Regions from separate parts of the Mus musculus genome. Here region 2 is linked to region 1. Evidence: chromatin contacts called from public HiChIP or PLAC-seq data. All regions are on one chromosome and are shown on one strand. The core of a region is the stretch at or near the end of the contact, and the rest is flanking DNA. Distances in the headings are between cores, read along the strand shown.

Region 1 (3,729 bases), core at 794-3,293:
AAAAGTTCTTTTTTAAAGAATATGTATCAAAAGATGGCCTAGTCGGCCATCACTGCAAAGAGAGGCCCATTGGACTTGCAAACTTTATATGCCCCAGTACAGGGGAACCCCAGGGCCAAAAGGAGGAGTGGGTGGGTAGGGGATTGGGGGGAGGGGGTGGGTATGGGGGACTTTTGGGATAGCATTGAAAATGTAAACAAGGAAAATACCTAATAAAAAATAAATTTAAAAAAAAAAAAAGAATTGGGAGATGTCTCAGTCAGAAAAGTGCTTGCCTTGGAAGCCTGAATGTGAGCCCCAGAGCCACATTTGATTTTATTTACTTTTATCTGTATAGGTGTTTACCACATGTGTGTATGTGGACTGCATGTATGCCCGATGTTCTTGGAGGCCGGAAGATAATTCTACATCCCCTGGAACTGGAATTTCTGAGAACTGTGAGTCACCACATATGAGCCAGAAATCAAGCCTGGGTCCTCTGGAAGAGCAGTCAGTGTTCTTAATCTTTACTGAACCATCAGCCCAAGAAGAAACCCGAATTTAAGAAGCCAGGCATGGCAGAGTATGCTTGGAATCTCAGATCTGGTGATGGGGGAGACAGGCAGATCCCTGAAACTAGCTTCTCAAGACAAAATGAGGGAAGGATGAGGAGGGAGGGGGTAGGAGGAGGAGGAGAGGAAAGAGGAAGAAGAGGAAGAGGAGGAGGAAGAAGGAGGAGGATGGAGGAGGAGAAGAAGAAGTTGGTGCTTATAGATAAGCACTGGAGGTTGACCTATGGCTACCATCTGCATCTTCATTTGTGCACTTACCCACTCACACACTCCACACACAAGCAAACATACAAACACACACAAACACAAATACGCACACTCACACTGGCAGACTCAAAGGAAAAAAGTCAAAAGATCTGAGAATAACCAAGATCAAGATGAGGAAGAGAAGATCTATACAATCTACATATAGAAAACTTTAAGATGCTATTCTTAAGAGCCAAAAGAAAAACAAACCAGTAGAAAATGCACAATGTTCTTTGTTAAGAACACTCAGTATCATAAAAACATCTGCTGCCTTAAATCTATCTAAAATCTAAAGCGCCATCGGGAAAAAAAAATGGCATTCAGATGTTTTTTAACCACACAAGCATAGACATGCACCATTCAAACTTGAAACAGGTAAGAGTAATCCCCCACAAAAAGAAAAGACAAGGAGTAGGGAGACAGGAGTAATGAATGGGGACCAACTCACTCAGTATTTAATGCCAGGCGTGGTGGCGCACACCTTTAAGCCCAACACTCGGGAGGCAGAGGCAGGCAGATTTCTGAGTTCGAGGCCAGCCTGGTCTACAAAGTGTGTTCCAGGACAGCCAGGGCTACACAGAGAAACCCTGTCTCAAAAAAACAATAAATAAAAAATAAAAAATAAATAAATAAATAAAATGTTTTGAAAGATATTAAAAGTTACGATCATGCAACAAGGCTCACAAGTGGGTAAATCAATGGAATGGAGTAGAAAGTTAAGACATAAACATGGGACATGTGTGTTCACAAAAAACAGTGTTCAACTGTGACTAGGAGAAAAATTGTTTACTATGTGATCTTTTGTGACCTCCTGGAAAAAAAATAGGTCCACACCTAGCCTGTTGAGGTAAGTTCTAGTTACATCGCAGATTTAAATAAGAGAGAGTAAAATGGAAAAACACCAGAATAAACCAAGGAGAATCATTTGGTGTTTTCTAACTGGGAGAGCCAGAGACCGTATGGCAAACACACATACACAAATACACACGACTGAAAAATCTGACCCATGAGACTATGCAAAGGTTATGACACCTGACTAAGCCCAAATAAAGTTATCTGCAGGAAATGTTTGCAACTCACATGACAAATGATGAATTTCCTTATTTGTAAGGAGTGCGTGCCAATCACCAGGAAAGGTTAGCAGCTGGAACCTCCTGGAAATGAAATGGGAATGGCTGAGGGACAATGGGTTAACTGTCTCAATGTCACTCCTACTATGGGAAATGCAAATTAAACCGCAATGAGACATCAGCACCTACCACACTGGCAGACATCAAAGCATTTGCAAATCTGGTGTGGGCCAGGGTGTGGGGAAAGAACACCCCGTGCATGTTTAGTGGAACTGCAGACTGCCAAAGCAGCCATGTAAAGCAAGGTGGTACCACCCATCAAAATGTTAGACACCCATGTCCTTTGATCCAGCAATTCTGCTCCTGGGAATAGATTCTATTTGTCTGACATAAGATGTGTCCAAATGTCTTCATGGTAACATTGTGCAAGCAAAACTGTGCAAGGAATATTTATCAATAGAGAACTGTTTAGTTTATATGTTAATACGAAGTTATCTTAGTTGTTGCAACAACTCCATATGTACTAATATATGATGGTTCTATGATACATCTCAGAGGGAAAAGTAAGATAGAAGAACTAGAGAAGAACAGTATATGCGTGCACATACCCAGATTGCCCCTGGGGGAAAAAATAAACCCCACCCCCACCACCAAAGCCTAATAATCATAAATAAAGCCTAAGGAAAGGACCCGGGTGACTAGAGAAGGGAGAAGGAGGGCTTTGTTCTTTTACTGAGTACTCTTTTCGTGTCTCTTAAATTTTGTAGTACCAGCATTACCTGTAAAATACCAATAAGTTTCTTTAAACACATTCCACTGCCACCTGTCTATGACCATTGAATGGTGAATGATTTTTGCAGACAGATTCCAAAGGTCTGGAGGCTGGAATAGATATTCATTTAGTCTAGCCTCAACTTGATTGCCTGATCCCCCATAAGTATCTCTGAAAAATGTGGTTCACAGCCATGGCAGCACTGTGTGTGCATTAGAAATGCAGAGTAATCTCTGGGATTGAGGCCAACCTGGTCTACAGAGTTCCAGAATAGCCGGGATGCACAGAGAAACCCTGACTGAAGAGAGAGAGAAAGAGAGAGAGAGAGAGAGAGAGAGAGAGGAAGGAAGGATGGATGGATGGATGGATGAAAGGAAGGAAGGAAGGATGAAAGGAAAGAAGGAAGGAAGAAAGAAAGGATGAAAGGAAGGAAGGAGAGAGAGGGGGAGGGATGGAAAAAAGAAAGGGAGGGAGGGAGGAAAGAAGGAAGGGAGGAAGGGAAGGAAGGGGAGGAAAGGAAGAAGGGAGGGAGAGAAAAGGAAGGAGGGAGGGAGGGAGGGAGGGAGGGAGGAAAGAGAAAGGAAAGAAGAAAGAAAGAAAGAAAGAAAGAAAGAAAGAAAGAAAGAAAGAAAGAAAGGAAAGAAGGAGAGAAAGAGAAAGAAAGAAAGAAAGAAAGAAGGGAGGGAGGGAGGGAGGGAGGGAGGAAGGAAAGAGAGAGAGAGAGAACTGCAGAGTCTTAGGGCCTCATTGCTGATCCTCTGAATCAAGGAACTGCAGTCACTGAACCCCAAGATTAACATTCAGGCTACAGAAGGTCTTCTCTAAGCTGCTTCTGGGTGGTCACCCTTCGTTCTCTTCATGAGAAGCCACAGAGGAGACACCACTTCCTCCTGGATTCATCATCCCACCTTTAATAATTAGCCTACACTAAGCACCCGGAACATTCCAGAAGGTCACAAACGTAGTTAATCTTCATTAATCCCTCTGAGGCACAGAGCTTCCTGAGCTGAGGTACAGCAATGTGAGCAGTGATCTTAGGTGGAACCCTTAAATTATAAAACATATTTTTACAGAGTGCGACTAGTATTCT
Region 2 (3,729 bases), core at 761-3,260, 110 kb before region 1:
GAAAGAAAAAAAGCAAAAGTGGGGTTGAAAGACCCACAACGTGAGGGCTCCCCCACGTTCTGACTCAGGAGAGGCGACACCCCAAAATCACCCACAAGAAACGGGTCTTGCTGCAAGCTGCAAGAGGATTTTTATTCAAGAGCGCTCTCGGGCCCATGGTCATACACCATGCAGGGGTAGAGGACCGTGGCGCCCCGAGTAGCTGGGTAAGGGGGTATTTAAAGGAAGAAACCGAAACTTAAGGAAGTGGGGAGGGCGTTGTTGGAAGATACCAAAGATACCAGTTAAGAGTCACAAGGAAGTGTAAAGTTACAAGAGTCACAAGGAATACCTGGTAATTGTTAACTCTCAAGACAGCTTCTAAGAACCCCTAACAATAGCACATTTGCATTGCAGGTTCTGGGTGACTTTCTTTGAATGAGCACTCTTTGAACCCAGGAAGCGGGTGGGTGGAGGAATGTCGCTATGTGTTTTATGATTAGCATACCTTTACAAAGGCCACATTCCCAAGCCTGGGTCTAAAGCCCTAGAATTCTGTTTTTACGTTGTTATACTTTCAGGGTATGAACCTAGTTCAATGGCAGAGCACTCACATAGCATGCCCAGGTCCCTGGGTTCAATTCCCAGCACCAACACAAAACAAAATAGAGTAATTAGATGTGATGTGTTGTGTGGGGCTTTACACATATGCAGTTATTAAAGATTTGTTTTTTCATTTTTCTGGGCCTGCATGTTTTACCTAAATGTATATATGTGTTCTACCTGTGTATCTGATGTCTGTGGAGCCAAAAGAGGGTATTGGATCCCCTGGAACTGGAGTTACAGATTGCTGTGAGTTATCATGAACCTGCTGAGAACTAAATCTGAGTCTTCTGCAAAAAGCAACAAGTGCTCTTAACTGCTGAGTCATCTCTCCAACCCCAACATATACTGTAATAATTGATCTTCAGTTCTTTTGTGTTATATCCCTAGCCTACTTATATAACAGATTAGGGAACTGAGAACCAGGGGATTTTCAGGGCTTCAATCTAGGACCCTTACCTGTATGACCTTCATCAAGCTACTTAACCTCTTAAAGGTTCAGTGAATTATTTACTATAAAAATAACATGAAAACATGTCATGAAATGTCTATGTCTCATCTTTACCTCTATCCATCTTTTCAGCATTGGATTAAATGCTCTGAAGTAATAAGAATTTGATTATGGTTAATTTGTTATCAATTTAGACATTGCCTGAAGGATGGGTAAAGGAATGTCTAAAGGACAACATAAAAGAAGTACTTATAGACCAAACCGTCAGAGGGCAGGACTGTTGGCCAGGACCACTGAAAGAGTCCATAGACTGATGCTCTCATCACTATCTTCAGCCTGCTTCTTTAACTGTAGAATTAAACTTGAGGCTGTTGAAAATGACAGAAGTGACTGAGGGTTGCTCTCCACCTCACCAGAAGGCTCCATATGCTGTCTCTTCCTTTGTCATTCCAAATCTTCCCACATGCAGACCCCATGTGCCAACAATCTCCTGTATCTCACAATCGTCTCATCTTTCCAATCTCCATTGGTTCTACTCCTTTACCTGCAAAACTCTTTCACTGTCTCTTGTCAGTCTTCTAGATCCTTCTATGAGGACCTCAAATGGCATGTTATTAAGTTCCTTCTGGACTTAACATGGTTAACTGCATTGACTCAGAACAGTCAGCATGGTAAATATAACACACCCAGAGAAATAAGTTTATCTTAATCTGCTTTGTATTCACAGCAACTGCCCCAGAACCTAAATACATGTATAGTTGATGCAATAAAATGTGGTATGATAAGAACCCCTTGTCCTTAACCTCTGTATCACACCATAAATCATTTGTATATTTTCCCCAAAGGACTGCCTTTGTCATCTGCAAACTGCCCAACTCTAGCTTTAAGTATTAACAAGCTCAATATGGCTGTGGTTTGCCCTCTATGGCAATGGAAACTGTGCTGAGTTGGAACTGATTTACTAGTGAAAATAGACTGCTGGTGAATCATCCCCTTACTCATCCTGGGGTGAAAGTTTAGGACAAACCAAGAGGGAACTCTGCCCTTAACCACATCTGAAATGGAGAATGTCCACTGGGCAGCCACCCCCACTATCCCTTCCCATGATGCTTGGGCTGGGTTTCATTGGAAGAGTTGTGGGGCTCCTTTCCATCAATTCAAGACAGAAAAAAAGTGGATGGCCTGAGCCACTAAATGGTAAGCCCAAGTTACTGCTTCCAGCTTTCCTGGTGTTTCTGGCACTTGCCCAGGGAGTTATCAAGTGTTTGGAAGACAAAGTTCTAGCCACCAACATTACTCTGTGTGCTATATGTTCTCTTCCTCAATTTCTGCACCAAAGAACAAAGACATCCTAATTAAGATGAATTAGTTGACTTCCATGACTCAATATGTATTCACAGATCCCTGTTATATGGCAGGAGCTTGGTGTGGAAGACAGTGTGGTAGCAAATGGAGCTCCAGTCCCTGTGGCAGATAGAGAGAGAGAGCATGTGTCTATGTATCAGCTATGTTCTGAGTAAGCCATGTGACCTTGAATAAAGGCATTCATTGCTCATTGCTCAATGAGACAATTTCTGCATCTGTAAAATGGGAAGGACAATACTGGTATCTTCCTCTAAGGCTTCTAAGGCTACTATTAAAAACTTCTATCGACCTTGGTTCCAGGACTCCGCGGAGGGCAGGCTGCACGGGTGAGGGTGTGGAATACAGAGGCCAGCCTTTCTGGGACAGGCGAGAGCCAGAGAGCTTCTGAGGTGGCGCCATCTTCGGCTCCAGACAACTGGCCACCTTCCTGGTGAGAGCACAGGGGTCCACCCGGCCCGAGAGGTTTCTGCCTCAGGCTCCTGTGGAAGCCACCTTGGTTCTGGGACTCCGCGGAGGGCAGGCTGCACGGGTGAGGGTGTGGAATACAGAGGCCAGCCGTTTCTGGGACAGGCAAGAGCCACAGAGCTTCTGAGGCAGCGCCATCTTCAGCTCCAGACAACTGGCCACCTTCCTGGCCAAAGCAACACAGCTTCTGGGAAATATCCTGTTTTGGGCCTTCATCTTCAGCCAGGAGGAGGTCCAAACACCAAATAACTGTGCACCTTCCCTGAAAGAGGAGAGCTTGCCTGCAGAGACTGCTCTGACCACTGAAACTCAGAGGAGAGAGCTAGTCTCCCACCTCTGCTGATAGAAGGTAACAAAATCACCAAAGGAACAATCTCTAAACAAAGACAACTATAACAACTAACTCCAGAGATTACCAGATGGCAAAAGGTAAATGTAAGAATCCTACTAACAGAAACCAGGTCCACTCACCATCATCAGAACCCAGAACGCCCACTTCGCCCAGTCCAGGGCACCCTAACACACCTGAAAAAGTAGACCTGGATTTAAAAGCATATCTCATGATGATGGTAGAGGACATAAAGAAGGAATTTAATAACTCACTTAAAGAAATACAGGAGAACACTGCTAAAGAGTTACAAGTCCTTAAAGAAAAACAGGAAAACACAACCAAACAGGTAGAAGTCCTTATAGAAAAACAGGAAAACACATCCAAACAGGTGATGGAAATGAACAAAACCATACTAGACCTAAAAAGGGAAGTAGACACAATAAAGAAAACCCAAAGTGAGGCAACGCTGGAGATAGAAACCCTAAGAAAGAAATCTGGAAACATAGATGCCAGCATCAGCAACAGAATACAAGAG

The links. HiChIP or PLAC-seq counts read pairs in DNA pulled down with a chosen protein or histone mark.
Region 2: a contact with region 1 is called in an HNF4G HiChIP or PLAC-seq map of pancreatic cancer cells. The contact joins two enhancer-like sites. A contact is called at or near these places in 3 of 484 Hi-C or Micro-C datasets (the STO cell line, neural stem cells and tail fibroblasts) and 1 of 115 datasets of contacts at active chromatin or transcription factors (pancreatic cancer cells).

The regions. Positions count from the first base shown.
Region 1 is chr4:56,498,083-56,501,811 of GRCm38.p6, forward strand. No RefSeq gene overlaps it. Among named protein-coding and RNA genes, the nearest start is that of Gm34628, 22 kb to the left of the region's middle. Within about 2 kb of position 2,044, at least 8 of the 459 cell types and tissues checked have an H3K27ac peak or open chromatin away from gene starts, as enhancers often do. A contact at or near this core is called in the STO cell line and pancreatic cancer cells, where this site is marked.
Region 2 is chr4:56,392,006-56,395,734 of GRCm38.p6, forward strand. No RefSeq gene overlaps it. Among named protein-coding and RNA genes, the nearest start is that of Gm42291, 78 kb to the left of the region's middle. Within about 2 kb of position 2,011, at least 31 of the 459 cell types and tissues checked have an H3K27ac peak or open chromatin away from gene starts, as enhancers often do. A contact at or near this core is called in the STO cell line and pancreatic cancer cells, where this site is marked.